Linked DNA regions of Mus musculus: region 1 is linked to region 2. A link is a contact called in public Hi-C data. All regions are on one chromosome and are shown on one strand. The core of a region is the stretch at or near the end of the contact, and the rest is flanking DNA. Distances in the headings are between cores, read along the strand shown.

Region 1 (4,018 bases), core at 1,506-4,005, 86 kb after region 2:
TAATAGATTGATGAATAAGAAATAAGAATCATCAGCTTCATTTATTGACCTCATCCTTAGTGAGCACTCAAGTTGTTGTTAGCTATTACTGTGACCATGAAACAGTCTCGAGTATTTGGAGATGAAAATCAGGGTAGGCTCTTTCTATGCATTGACAGAATGCTTACAAACAGTGAGCCAGGGTTGACACCCACTCTTTGCAAATGCCTAGAGCTGGAACTTAAATTGGAAGGCTTTCAACTTGGAGTGCGATGCACCTCACTCCATGTGCTCCCCTCTGACTAAACTAGAAGTGTTCTGTGTGGCTGGAAGGTCTTGCTGCAGGTTAACTGCCCTTCCCAGGCAGGTAAACTTCCTAGTAAGTGGGGTGTGGTTATACACACCTATAATCCTAGCATTCCTTAGAGCCTGAGAAGGACTGTCACCGAGGAAAGCATTGGTGAGGAAAAGGTCAGCCAGAGAGGGGGGGGTAGGTAAAGAGAGAGAGACAGAGAGACAGGGGCAGAGAAAGATGGAGAGGTGGGAGAAGGGGAGAGGAGGTGAGTGACAGAGGAGAAAAAGAGAGACAGACAGAGATAGAGAGACAGAGAGACAGAGAAACACACAGAGGCAGAGAGACACGGAGAGGTGGGGGAAGGGGGAGAAGAGGTGAGGACAGAGGAGAGAGAGACAGATTGGAGAAGGGAAGAAAAAGTGGAAAGAGAGAGAGAGAGACTGAGTATCCTGTTTTTTCCATGCTAACTGACAAAGGCCCCTTCTCTCCACCAGGAAGGAGAGACATGACAGTAGAGGACCATCACCGATTCCACTTGGGATTTTGGTGTAGAGAGCGCTACACTGAGGCCAATGTGCCCCTCCTCCCTTTAATACACGTGGTGATAATACCCCCTCCCCCCACCATCTTCCTCCTCCCTCTTCTCTTCCCTTTCTTCCTTTTCCATTTTTTATTTTGAAGTAATAAGGGATGTTCTATACCATTGCTACTCCCAGTCTCTATTTTTTTTAACCATTGTTTTCAACATAATTCAATGTAAGGTTATGAGATTTAGTTTTGATACCAGCTGGTTTAGCAGCTGGGACCCATCAGTGCTAGCGAGGGACTCTTCCACACCAGCAGGAACTAGCCCCAGCACACTCCTAAGAAAGGGGTGTTTTCATAGTTTTGGACCATAGACTTAGGATGCTTTAGAAAATGCCTACACAACACATTTTGGTACCACCCCATTCACTCCCTGAAAACAGATCGCTTCAAAGAAAACACAGGTATCTGCTACAGTTACTCTCCAGTTTTATCAACATGGGTTGAACTTTCCCAGGAACATTTTATAAGTGCACTTTGGGTTGGATAATCCTAGGTGAGATTTTTCCAAAGTAACTTAGTTCAGCCATGAGCCTGTGTTTCTAGAGGTTGACATCATTAACAAATCTTCATTGTTCTGTTTCCTAGTTTTAAGACTTGGACTTGGGTTTGATACATCTTTCTCCATGTTAGTAAAACTTTGACAAACACCATTATTTGAGCAGCAACAGAGTGGCTGAAAAATAAACCCTGAAATGATGATTCACACCTATAATCCCAGTACTTGAGAGGCTGAGGCAGAGGGATTTCCATGAGTCAGAGACAGGCTTGTGTTCTGTACTGAGGATCAGGCTATGTAGACCTGCCTGTCTCAAAAAGGTCAAAAATAAAAATTTTAAAGTAATTTCATACACTGTCATCACAACACTTGTGAGGCAGAGGCAGGAAGATCTGGAGTTCAAGGTCATCCTGAGCTATATAGTAAGCTGAGGTCAGCCTGGACCCCAGCAAACAAATGTGCACTTTATAATCTAGCTATTTAGAGCAGAGCTGGCCTCGGGATTCATTGGGAAGATCTTGGGAGTTTTACATTTCCAGGAAGCCTGGGATGCGTTTTCCAGTTGTTTGGAGAAGCAGAGGGACAGAACTGGCCTCCTGGGTCCTGGTCACAGCTCCTCCTCTGTAACTAGCTCCCTGGAGATCTTAGGAAAGTCACGTGGCTCCCCTAAAGCCTAAATGTATAGCCTTGAAAACAAAGGGTTGAGACATATCAAGCATCTTTTCGACTCCACCTTCTTAGTCCTCAAGAAGGGAAAAAGGATTAAAGTTCTGAAGCTTACTGCTAGTGTGAGCAACCCACAGTTCCCTGCTCCGCCTCTCTTGACAAGGTGCGGGGCAGGGGGCGGGAGGGGGGATGACACCCTGTTGGTTTCATTCTCTGTACAATGTAGAGATTCCTCTCCCCCCCCCGCCCCGCCCCCTCTCCCGCCCCGCTGCACAACCGTTCCTAAAGTGGACTTTGCAAGTCGAAAATGATTTCCAGATCCGCTGGCAGCCGCAGAGCTATTTGTGGTCCTGAGTGATTTTCACCCATGAAGCGGGGTTTATTTCTTATGTGACCATCCTGTGGCATTTAATTGTCTTCTGCTGGCTGTCTGCATCGTGGCCTGCCACAGGCTGCTGCTGCTGATGTGATGCCTGAACCAGATAAGGGGTATGGGGGAGGGCCCTGCGGCGCAGGGCAAAGAAAAAGAAATGAGTGTCCAGTCCAGCCGGTTGCTTAGACTCAGCCCTTCCCTCCCCTCCCTCCTAGAAGAGAATTGGATGGCTTCTCAGATCTTTTAGTTTTCCCTTGCAAAAGTCACATCCTGCCTCACTCAGGTCCCTGGTCTGTGTGACTGTGACGCCTGTTTATTATGGCAACAGTTTCCAGCAACTGCCCAGATGCTGAGCCTGGAGGTATGGGAGGAGGGCGTGCTGGGCCCTGACTGGGGAACAAGGACTCCAGGACAAGATAGAAGCTCCAGGGGGCACAGCCTAGAGAGGAGGAGCAATGGGCTGTGGACCTTCCCAGCAAAAGGAGGACCAGAGCCAGAGCCGCATACCCTCTCCCAGGAAGGGCTGGGAAGAGGGATCCAAGGTAACAGACAATCACAGACCTTGTGGGAGCACACGCCTGGACTACATAGTGAACACTGGAGCTGCGTGCATAGCAAGACACTGTCAGAGAGAGCAGAAGGGAGGACACAAGAGGAGAAAAGAGAGGACAGGGAGGGGAGGGGAGGGGAGGGGAGGGGAGGGGAGGGGAGGGGAGGGGAGGCAGATTTCCCACACTTCCACACTTAGGAAGCTCTGAAGTGATCTGGAGCCAGTGGGCAGTTTACCACCCTCTTAGTAGGTATGTTACTGAGGATGTGAACCAAGAGAGACTGCCAGAATAAACCAAGAGTTTATTCTGCCACTGTTGGCTGGTGTCTCTAAATCAAGAAAGTGTGCATGCCTCTGTATATCTGCATCTGCAGACACATGCATGAGGTCACAGCCCCGGCAGATGCAGGCCCACAGGAGGGGTAGTGGTTTCTGCCATCAACCTAATGTCTCATGGGAAGGCGGGAGTTCCTGAGTGGGGCCAGCTAGTGTTGGTCCTGGAACAGCCCTTCCTCTGTATTTCTTTATAGCACACAGAGCTCTGTCAACCATCGAGCTACATCATCTGGGTTGTTCAGCTTTGGGGGACAAAGCTAGAGGGAATCTGGTTTTTTAGATTCCCCTTCCAATCCACTGTGCCTCAGTTTGTATCATTTACCTGGAGATATCGGGGGAAGTTCCCACAGGGCAGTGGGGGTCAGAGGCTGGGCTGTTTAGCATCTTTCCCTGACTCTACAATAAGGGTTAGGCCCCGACAGACCTAATAAGTCAGGCTTGGCCATTTATACTCCATCAGCCCATTAAAAAATAGTGCAAAGTAGGAAAATTTTTAATTTTTTTTCAATATGGCCACATTGGAAGAAGAACAAAAACAGAGATTCAGAGACTTCCCAAGTCTGTCTTTGGGGTTCTGATGTGACCTGTAGGTCTGAACTGAGGAAGGGCTGGCTTAGTTGGTAAGGGTATTTATACCAAGCCTGAAGACTCAAGTTCAATGCCCTGGTGCCACATGGTAGATGGTGCCCTGACTCCTTAAAACTATTTCCTGAGCTCCATAAATGTGCGCACACA
Region 2 (4,085 bases), core at 455-2,954:
TCCTTGTACTCACATCCCACAGAGACTCTTAATTTAACAAGCTCCAATATGAACTATCAGCTCTTCTGTATGAAACACTAAGTAAAACTGACAAGTCAGCTCTTTCTCATCTCCTCCTTTCTCCCCTCCCCCTTCTTCTTTCCTGCTTTGCTGATAATTTAACTAAGGTTTCTTGAAACATCAAGTGTCTAGGTACTTGGCCCCAAGTTTGCAATGATAAATGAGATTTCAGAGGACAACAAACATCAGCGAATCCATGTATTCCCATAACAGTAAGAAGAACACTAGAGGTCTTTGGGAGGGATCCTGAAGCAGGATAGAAGAAAAAGTGATTATACAAAGGAAGAGTGAGATTGGTCAGCCAGGAAAGGCTCCCGTGAATAAATGAGATCATTTTTCTCTCAAATCACTGCTGGACTGCTCGCACCAATCACCAGGTCATCACCACACAGGGAGCCTGAGATTGTCCTTAGAGCTACCATCTATATCCATCTAGAGTCCATATGTATGCAAGCATCTCTCGAAATGTATCCTTGCCAGCCGGGCATGGTGGCACACGCCTTTATTCCCAGCACTCGGGAGGCAGAGGCAGGCGGATTTCTAAGTTCGAGGCCAGCCTGGTCTACAAAGTGAGTTCCAGGACAGCCAGGGCTATACAGAGAAACCCTGTCTGGAAAAGAAAGAAAGAAAGAAAGAAAGAAAGAAAGAAAGAAAGAAAGAAAGAAAGAAAGAAAGAAAGAAAGAAAGAAAGAAAGAAAGAAAGAAAGAAAGAAAGAAAAAAAAATGTATCCCTGCCATTCAGCCTAACTTCCATTATACCGCCAGTTCTAATGGCAGCAGAACAAGGAGGTCCTCTACTCTGACTCCCCTGGAGTCGGCAATCTCTGCACTTCCTGGGTGCTTGATCTCTGGCTGTTGGATTCAAGAAAGCTCCAGAGGCATCATTTCACTAAACTCCAAATCCAACCACATTCTTCCCCTGTTTATGATTCTCCAGTATCCTCCACACAATCAATCGAAGGAGAGGAGCAGGGCAGATGGGTCAGCCAGTAAAGTACTTGCCTTGGAAGTACAAAGAACTGAGTTTGCCCCCTGGGAACCATGTTTTCTCAAAAGCTGGCATGGTGGCAAGTTCTCATCATCAAGGGGACAGGGACAAGAGGGTCTCTAGAACTTGCTGGGAAAACAGCCCAGTCTCCTCGGTGAATCCTAAGCCAGTGTCTCCAAAAGTATGATGGGCTGCTGAGATGGCTCAGCCGGTAAAGGCACTTGCTGCCAAGTTTGATCTCTGGATCTCACTCGATGAAAGAAGAGAACACATATGCTGAAGTATATGTGCACTACCTAGCCCCACATATGTGTTTTTTTTAAAGAAACAAATAAGGCAAATGGTACCTAAAGAGCAATAGCTGAGGTTGTCCTCTGGCCTCCACATGCGCTCACACATAGATGCACACACACACACACACACACACACACACACACACACACACACACACACAGTCACACACCAGCTTCATTCTCACCAATTCCCCATTCACTGTTATTTTAGTTACAGGTCTGTCAAGCAGACATACCATATTCTTTTAAGTCTACATGCCTTTGATTGTTCTGTGCCTTCCCGTGAACTGCGGGCACCTTCTGATCCTTAAGACAAACTTTTGTTCATCCTCGGAGACTCGGTTCTGGATTCATCTCTCTCTTATGCATCCCGTCTGACCAAATAAGGTTGTGACTTATGCTTGACCCACACTGTTCTCTGGCTCCCTCTGTGTTTATCTCTAATTATGTCTCTGACATATTTACATATTCTCTTACTCCATAAAATTGTGAGCTTCATGAAGATGGGAAGTCGGAGGACAAGCATCAGCCTAATTAACATGTGGTGTCACTTTGGAGTCGGAGACAAAATCAATCAGAAGTACAAAGGCAGGCAGATGCCCCTTCCTTCCTCCCTCCACACACTGCCGTCTCTCTGGGAGAAATTACAGTTTTGTTTTTTAGAAGGAGGCAGTCAGGTGTGTGATATATTTAGAAAGATTTCTATTAAAATGGTTGGGATCTTGAAAAAAAATATTTGGAGATGTTCAGAGGATACACTTTAATTATCTGAGGACTCATCGGTACAAAACATTTTATTGCCTCCCCGTGCAAGAACAAAGGGTGCAGGCAAAGGGGCAGTACACACAAAGGCACCTTTTGAGCCCATGCGTGGTTATACACTCCGAGGGTGATTTGCACTTGTTGAAGCCACAGAGGAAAACGAGCAAGGTGACAGATGAAAGCTAGGCTGTGGAGGAGGCTGGAAAACAGCGATGATGCTGTTGGAGGGACAGAGTCGGGGCACCTGAAAGAGAATGTTCTTCCTTCAGACACGACGGCACCCGTGGCTGATGTTGACTTTTCATAATTACCACTCCTCCCTCGCCGCTCATCTCCCTGACTAGAAAAACACGATTAGGAATATTAATCATCTTAGTCAAATCCATCGACCTAAGAAAACACTCTATAAATTTCAGCAAAACTGGATCTGAACAAACAGGGAGCAAGCATGCCTGGAGTAGCCATGCAAATGCAGGTGGCCCAGTTTGTATCCTCAGGAACAAAGCAGTCAGCCTCGGTAGATATTAAGTAGTGGAGTATTAGCCTTGGGCTAATGCCTCTTCTGGAAACGTCATAAAAGAAAAGGACAGACATTAGAGAACCTGGCATTGCTGGCACACACACTTGCAGCCAGGGGGCACTGAGCCACTCAGGACTTGAAGGTAAGAAGATCAGAAGTTTGAAGTTGTCTTCATCTAAATAGCAAGTTCGAAACCAGCCAGAGCTATATGAGACCCTCCTTTTCATTTTTTCAGAAATAAAAATAAAGGATGAGGATTTTTAATTTTAATAATTGGCTATTTTAATTGGCTTTTAAGCAATTACAAGGCAGCTTTGTCTTGATTTCAGACGCTTGACATCCGTTTAGAAAATTTAAAACACGGGGCTCAGACACAGGTTAGTTAGCAAAGTGTTGGCCTTGCCATCAGAAGAACCTGAGTTTGATCGCCAGGATCCATGTTAAAAAGAAAGCTGGTTGTGGTAGCACACACTTGTGATACCAGACAAGGATCCCTGAGGCTTGCTGGCCAACCAGCCTAACCTGTATAGTCAACTTTGGGTTCAGGAAAGATAGTATCTCAAGATTAATAAATAACCAAAACAAACAAATAAAGACGTATCGTGTGGATGGCTCCCGGGGGAAATCTGAGATTTTCCTTTGGTTTTTGAATATACACACCACTAAAGAAAAGAGTGAATGCCTCCAGAAAGAAGACAGTGATGCTAATGTCACATGACCATGCAAGAGGCCAACTTGCTGATAGATTAATAACTAATATTCACAGGAAACATAATGAGAGCCATGCTCAGGCATAGTCTTCAATCTGTCTCATGTCCCTGACCATGCACAGCCAAATGATTATAAGTTGGCCATCCAGTGTTGAAGAATAAAAGACAGGATGATAGGAGAATAAAGGAAGCAAGTAGGGAAGGCTTTCCATACAAGTCCTAAAAGCCATTTACAGAAACTTGGAGGAGTGTTTTGAATGCAGAAGACCTGGCAGCAAGTAGGAAGGCTCAGCTCTCTTCTATTGAGAACTTGGCTCTCATGAGTGGCCTGGGGAGACAGGCGTTGCTTTTTCAGGAGGCATGCAGAGAAACAACAGCCACCTGGCATCCTTCTTGCCAGCATCTTTCACAAACAGCACACAACAGTAGTTCAGCTGAACAGCAGATGACCATAAAGCACTCAGAGCTAAGTGAGCTCTCTGAGCAGAGACAAGAACCCTGGAGGCACCTGGCAAACGTAATGGTAGAATATATTTTTTTAACTTCTTGTTTTTCCCTCTTGACTGAAATCACCCCTTCTAGTCGCATGCTTGTAGTTGATAGGGATTTAGCAGAAGAACCCAGAAGGAGAACGAGAAGGGTAAAGGTATTGCTGAGGGACTTCTTGTCCATTCTTCAAAAGATCACTGAAAGGCCAGCTAGAAGGCTCTGTGGACAAAGTGCTTGCGCACAAGCCAGTCAACCTGATTTCA

What was found. A called contact is a pair of places that touch in the nucleus more often than the background predicts.
Region 1: a contact with region 2 is called in a Hi-C map of uterus, with 5 times the contacts expected there. The contact joins the promoter of Stmnd1 here to the enhancer-like site in region 2. A contact is called at or near these places in 4 of 484 Hi-C or Micro-C datasets (brain, nephron progenitors and uterus).

Annotation. Positions count from the first base shown.
Region 1 is chr13:46,270,966-46,274,983 of GRCm38.p6, forward strand. Stmnd1 (stathmin domain containing 1) reads left to right here and starts at 2,756. Exons shown (of 5, transcript NM_001005422.1): 1 at 2,756-2,939. The coding sequence starts at 2,853.
Region 2 is chr13:46,186,242-46,190,326 of GRCm38.p6, forward strand. No RefSeq gene overlaps it. Among named protein-coding and RNA genes, the nearest start is that of Stmnd1, 85 kb to the right of the region's middle. Within about 2 kb of position 1,705, at least 2 of the 459 cell types and tissues checked have an H3K27ac peak or open chromatin away from gene starts, as enhancers often do. A contact at or near this core is called in uterus, where this site is marked.